2 separate regions of the Ovis aries genome follow, and region 2 is linked to region 1. The links are chromatin contacts, called in public Hi-C maps. All regions are on one chromosome and are shown on one strand. Each heading gives the region's core, a stretch centred on a gene start, on an enhancer-like site or on the middle of the called end of the contact. The rest is flanking DNA. Distances are from core to core; before and after follow the strand shown.

The links. A called contact is a pair of places that touch in the nucleus more often than the background predicts.
Region 2: a contact with region 1 is called in a Hi-C map of skin fibroblasts, with 1.8 times the contacts expected there. The contact joins the promoter of HS6ST1 here to the enhancer-like site in region 1.

Annotation. Positions count from the first base shown.
Region 1 is chr2:116,895,116-116,898,264 of ARS-UI_Ramb_v3.0, reverse strand. No RefSeq gene overlaps it. Among named protein-coding and RNA genes, the nearest start is that of HS6ST1, 300 kb to the left of the region's middle. Within about 2 kb of position 1,379, at least 5 of the 54 cell types and tissues checked have an H3K27ac peak or open chromatin away from gene starts, as enhancers often do.
Region 2 is chr2:117,193,524-117,196,660 of ARS-UI_Ramb_v3.0, reverse strand. HS6ST1 (heparan sulfate 6-O-sulfotransferase 1) reads right to left here and starts at 1,628. Exons shown (of 2, transcript XM_027964665.3): 1 at 795-1,628. The coding sequence starts at 1,321.

The sequences.
Region 1 (3,149 bases), core at 130-2,629:
CACAAATACGCACTGATGAGTTCTCAGCTGAAAGGTTGAAGCAGGGCCTCTGTAGTTACCAAGAGTTTTTTTCTCAGCAGCTTTCTTCTTTTCAGCACTGTTCTGTGGACTCTAGGGCCTTGGTCCTTGGTCTTCCCAGCTCTGTATCCTCGACTTCAGGTATCTACAAGCTTCCTCAAGAATTTGATGTTCCTATTCTTTGGCCTGGACACTTTCCTAGGAAGATAAACTGGGGCAATTTGAGGGCTCATTTCTCCCCCACCTCTCAGTAGTTGTTACCTTTTGTTGTTGTCTTAAGTACAGGGTCTTGCAGACCTTTGTTTCATGTATTTTGTCAGTTTCTCTTGTCATTTTGTTTCAGGTGGGAGGGTAAATCCAGTATTTGTTATCTCAACTTGGTTGTACACAGAAGTCCCTTCTTACCATGTTAGGCCCAATTTTAAGTGTAAAAATCTGCTTAAAATCTACCTGTAGGAGCTATATGGAGAAGTTCAAAATCACATCCATTTCACCTTGTCTCATCAGAAATAGACTCTTGTCTTCCAAAACCCTTGAAACTCTGATTTTGTCACTTGAAAGTCGCAGCGTAATTCTTTTATTGAGATTTAAATTTTTCTTTTACCTTTGGTGTGATTTGTCAAGTCATGACAAATTCCAACCAATAGTTTTACCACACATGAGTAAACATGATCAGTTTTGTAAATGTTTTATTTACACATTGCAAAGTATATTTATCTGCTCACTTTTAGTGCACGCATATACACAAACAATGCATCAGATTTAGGGATGTTGAAAGATAGAATGAAAAGTGCATTGGTTTTTGAATAGGGTACATTTGTTTTTTGGAATCCAGCCATGGCAACCAAACTTCCCTTTCCTCTTAACCTCTATTTTGTAAGCATTAAATATGTGAAGTACTAGGTTTCCCTGGTGACTCAGCTATAAAGGATCTGCCAGAAACGCAGGAGATGAGGGAGACGCAGATTCTATCCCTGAGTCGGGCAGATCCCCTGGAGGAGGAAATGGCAACCCACTCCAGTATTCTTGCCTAGAAAATTCCATGGACAGAGGAACCTGGTGGGCTACAGTCCATGGGGTGGCAGAGAGTCAGACACGACTGAGTGAATGAACACACACAGGAAACACTTAGTAGCTTAGTAGCTGTTAATAACCCCCACTCACCCACCTCTCCCCATCCTCCCTGGAATCCATTTCTTTTCGCTTGTTTTATGTAATTTATTCTAGCTGAAATACATCAAAAACAACAGGGTTATTTCTGAAATATGCTGAGATCACTTCGTGGGGTGAATGTTGGGTGAGCAGATTAGCAGTGTCTTGTGCTCAGGTTTTTTGGGCCGCATCTTGCCAGATGGAGTTGTTTTGCTTCAGGAAATATATTTTCCCTAGTGGTGGATCTGAGTCACCGGCACGTTTATGGAGTCATAGCTTCTCACTGTAGCAAAGATCTCAAGGGAGCCAAGAGATGGTGCAGCTCTGGCTCCCTGATCGAGGGAGGGCTGTGCTGGCAAAGCCTGGGGAGGGAAGGCAACCAGAATGGAGTCACGGCTCTGGTTGTGGGCACATGGATTTAGAGCTCACGTTTCCTGGTTTCTGATACTGTGCTTTTTCTTATATTGTGAAGAGTTCCACCCTTGCAGGGAAATGTTTCACACAAGTGACAGGGATTATTAGAATCATTTGAGGTTCCTTTGTACTGTGACTCAAGTCATGGGGGACTCAAAATGCTTTTAGCATCATCTCAATTCTGTTGGCATCAAAGAGGATAAACAGAATCACCCAGTTGTGTCCACTTCCTTCTCATGTGTGAGACAAAGCCTGCCAAGTTAAATTGCGCCCTTCTCTCTGCTGCTATGAATTCATAGTTCAATGTCTCCTTTCCCCTTCATTAAAAAAAAACCAAAACAAAACAAAACACATGTCCTCTATTAACACAAATGTAAAAGCCAGAGAATTAGAAAGAGGAATTTAAAAAATTTCTGTAGCCTCTCCTACCAAAGAAAATCACTGCTAACATTTTGGGTTATATCCCCCATTAAAAAAATCTAGTTATGATTTTATTACTTTCTGGCTTTTTTCACATAGTTGTGACCATATTCCATATAAAATTTCAGATTCTTCAGTTTTTATCCTACATTGTAACAGAAGTCTTTCCCATAATTATTGTAACTTTACGAAAATAATTTTAGCTGCTGCAAAGTATCATATTCAGGCAATATAGTAGAGTACTTAACTGAACATCTAGTTTTTAATGTAACTGAATTTTAGATCTGAAATTAACAGAAAAACATTTAGAGTATTTGATATTTTCAATCTCAGAACGATACATGGACATTGTAAAAACATGGGAAAAGAGAGGATCAAATCCAAGAGAACAGAAAACAAAAAGCAAAATTCTTCCCCTGGCACCTTTCAGCACCCACTCTCTAGCCCATCACCCTCTTCTAACCGCTTAAGATTTTTGTTTTTCTCGAAATTTCTCTTCAACTATAAATAAGGGTTGTCAAACATTCTAAACGTTTTCCTAGTAATTTTAGTCTTACTATTGAGTAACAGCAAAAGTTATGTCCAACTAGCAAAATATCCTGCTAATTGCCCAGTAAGTATTATGCAACCACTAAAATTATTTTTAGAAAGACTTCCTAATAAATCAAGCATGGTCTGTTTTTGTTTTGTTAACTAAAAGCATACATCTAGTCTTCAGTGTTATACTGAGGAATTTAGCTCTCTTCAAGTATCCTTTACTCACGTTTGCCTCCTTTCATTTCTTAATATTTGTATTCATTACCTGAGATCTACTGTTTTTCTGGTAAATTCGATTGAAGGGCTTGTACCTCTATTTCTTATACACTCTGGGAAGATGACTACTCCCTCACACACGAGGGAAAAGCCTGTACCCTCTGCTTCTTCCCATCTTCTAGTCCTCTGTCCCACTCTCAGTTTCTTTACTTCTTACGTTCCAGGTTGTTAACATTTACATTTTGTTAAGCTTTCAGTGAGGTTACTACTGACTTGAGATTCTTTCTGGAGCTGTAGTGACCACAGTTGCTCTAAAGCGAAAAAATCTAGGAGTCGAATGGCCTATATGACACGTTTAAAGACAAGGTGGGGGACTTCCCTGGTGGTCCAGG
Region 2 (3,137 bases), core at 379-2,878, 300 kb before region 1:
TTTCCGGCTAAAAAGTCCTTCCCATGAAAGCTGTCCCTGCGACAGGTCAGCCCTGTGTCCCCAATCTCTCAGGGGAGGTGTCTGGGTGCCCAGGTGCCTCCAGCCAGCTCAGCTCCCCTCAGCCTGCCCTTGGCCTGCTTCTGCTCCTCTTTCACAGCGAGTTTGCCCCTAGTCAGGGCCCAGCTCGCAGGGGCGGGGCGGGCAGCACCGCTTCCTCCCCGCCCCCAGCCCCAGGTGACAATCGGGCCTTTGTTCCACCTGCACACCTGGGCTCGGCAGCTCCTCCCCAGCCCTCTCCAGGCAGGCTGGCGGGCCGGGGGTGGGGCGGGTGGCCCGCAGGTGCAGGGGAGAGGCCCCTCACTTCTCTCACTTTCGATTTGGGCGCGACAGCCGCGCGGGGAAGCCCGGTGGGCTACACGCGCACAGAAACCCGCAATCCCGCCCGACGACACAGGCCAGCCTGGACGCAGAGCTGAGGCCTGACAGGTGAGAGCCCGCGGGCAGGGGGCAGTGACCCCGGGAAGCCCAGACGCCGCGCGGCCCGGCGGGTGGTGGGGAAAAGTAAAGAGGTGCCGAGCACGCGGGGAGAGGGGGCATGCGAGCGTGGGGAGCACAGCGGGCCGCGGCAGACGGACTGCGGGCTCGGGAGCCCAGAGGTAAGGAGGCGGTCCAGAGGGCTGCGGCGAGTGGCGGCCCCGGGAGGGCAGGCGTGCAGGGCAGGGAGCGAGGGGCGGGCCCGGGGGAGCGGCCGCGAGCCGGCACCCCGCCGTCCCGGCCCGTCGGTGGACGCTCACCTGGGCGTGCGCAGCGCGGCGGGGTCGCGGCGGTCCAGCACGCCGGGCACGCAGTTCGTGAGCTCGGTCCAGTCGGCGTGCAGCCCGCAGCTCCAGCCCGTGGAGAAACGGGAGAAAAGCCAGGTCTCGCGGCGGTTGGGCCGGTAGCAGGTGCACTTTTTCTGGCCCGGCCGGCAGTCGCAGGGCACCTCCAGGCGCACGTTCTGCACGAGGTGGCGGCCAAAGGTGGTGCCGCCCGTTTTCTGGATGTGCAGGAAGACGATCACGTCGTCGCCCTTCATGTCGAAGTGCAGCGAGCGCTCCAGCTCGCGCACCGGGAAGTAGTACTTCTTCTCGTAGTGCGGGTCGGGCGTGGGGAAGAGATCCAGGTCGTCGGGCGGCGCGCGGCCGCCGGGCGCGCCCAGGCTCAAGCCCGGGCCCGCGTACTGGTAGAGAATGAGCATGAAGCACGCCGAGCCCACCACCACCAGCAAGAACTTGCTGGCGCGCTCAACCATGGTCCTGCCGCCGGCGCGCCGCCGCCGCATGTGTCACCATCGCCAGCGGCCCGGGCGCGGGGCGCGGGGCCTGGAGGGCGGGGGGCGCGGGCGCAGCTGCTCTGCCGCCGCCGCCGCCGCCCGCGCTCCGGCCCGGCCCGGCTACTCGGCGCCCAGGCCGCCCGCAGCGGCGCGCGCCCCGGCCCTTCGCGGCGCCATGGCTGCTCTCCGCCCGGCCCCCGCCCTCCGGCCCGACCCCGCTGGGCTCCGGCTCGGCTCCGGCCCTGCCCCGGCTCGCGCCCCCTGCGGCCCCACGCCGGCCACTCGGCTCCGCTCCGCGCCTCGGCCAGAACGCTCTGCGCCGCCCCGCGCGCCGCCGCGTCTCCGCAGTCCGCCGCCGCCCCGCCCAGGCCCGCCCCCGGCCCGCCCCCGCCGCGCCTCTTGCCGTCGCCGCCCGAGTGGATCCTCGGCCCCGCCCCCAGGGGTCCGGGGCTGCAGGCGGGTCCGAGCCGGCGCTCGGACGCCGGTCTCTGGCCTCAGCGAGGCCCATCCGAGGCGGGTGGCGAGAACCGGGAACTGGCTGATGTCCGCAGAGGCGTGGGGAGCGACTGGAGAAACGTGTAGCGGGGCGCAGATGGCCCTTCTGGGCTGCGTGGGGGGCGGGGGCTCGCGGCGACGGGTTCGGGGGGGGGACTGAGTCCCCCTGCCCGCTTCTCGGGAGGGAACGCCTTGACTTTGCCAGCCGGCCGCTTTGAAGTTCCAAACGCGAGGGGTCGGGGGCTGGATGGACTTGGTGGGATCTGGGGGCGGGGGGGCAGGGCGCGGGTCGCGGAAGGAAAAGGGAAGGTTGGGGGCGGGGAGCCTGGGGTCCACGGCGGCCGTCGACCTTCCTCCTCTATCCCGGCACCCCGGCTTTGGGACCTTGACCCGGAGCCCCTCGCGGAGCGATGCTGAAGTGTGCGCGGAAGACTTCGGGCAGCCTTGTGCAGTCTTTCGCTGTTTAGCCAACGTGCATTTTTTCCTCCTAGTTTAATTATGATCTCAATGAGAAAGTTATAAAAAGTGGAGCCAATATTTAAAGTTGTGAGCGCCCACAAAAACATTTCAACTTCTGGCTTTGGCACATGGGTCAGAGGGTCTGGCTGCTGGGCCTTTCCTGTCCGTGGTGGTGGCCCACCGCCCCCGCGGGCCTCTCTCCTGGTTAGCCCAGCCTGCCCCCACGCCTTCCAGCTTGGGCCCTGAGCCGCACACCCTGCGCTTTCCCCGGAACCACACAGCCTGGTCCTGACTGGGCTCAGACGCTCTGGCGTCTTCATGGAACAGGAAGTGCGCCAGATTGCGAAATGACCTGTTGAGAGTCTCTGCCCTGCCTCGCTGAGGGCGGGCGCTAGTGTTTGGACTCAGGTCCAGTGGTCTCAGAACGATTCCAGCTGTCAGGCCTGGGTTCAAATGTCCGCATACACCTCTGCCAGGGCCTTCCCTGGTTTCTGTGATGTGGGTCCTGAAGAGGCTTTGTGAGGATTTATTGTGTCAATCATATTGCAACGAAACTGTTGAAAATAGTAATATATGAAATCACACCAGAAATCCCTTCTGGAAGCAAACCCAGAGAACTGGAAAACCAACCACTGACACCCCCAAATCCAACTAAGAGGGGAGTGTGCTATTTTCAGAAGGGCTGAAGGCACATCTGCTCTGCTGCAGCACTCTGAATACAATACAGGGTGACCTAGGGCCCACTGGGAGTGTGGTGGGGTGGCCGGTCCCCAGTGTGACCCAGGGCCTCAAAATCCCTGCCCCCTCCGTAGCTACTTTCAAACTATCTGGTCCCGGAGCCCTGTGGGTGGCCTGGTCAGCCTTCTCCAGT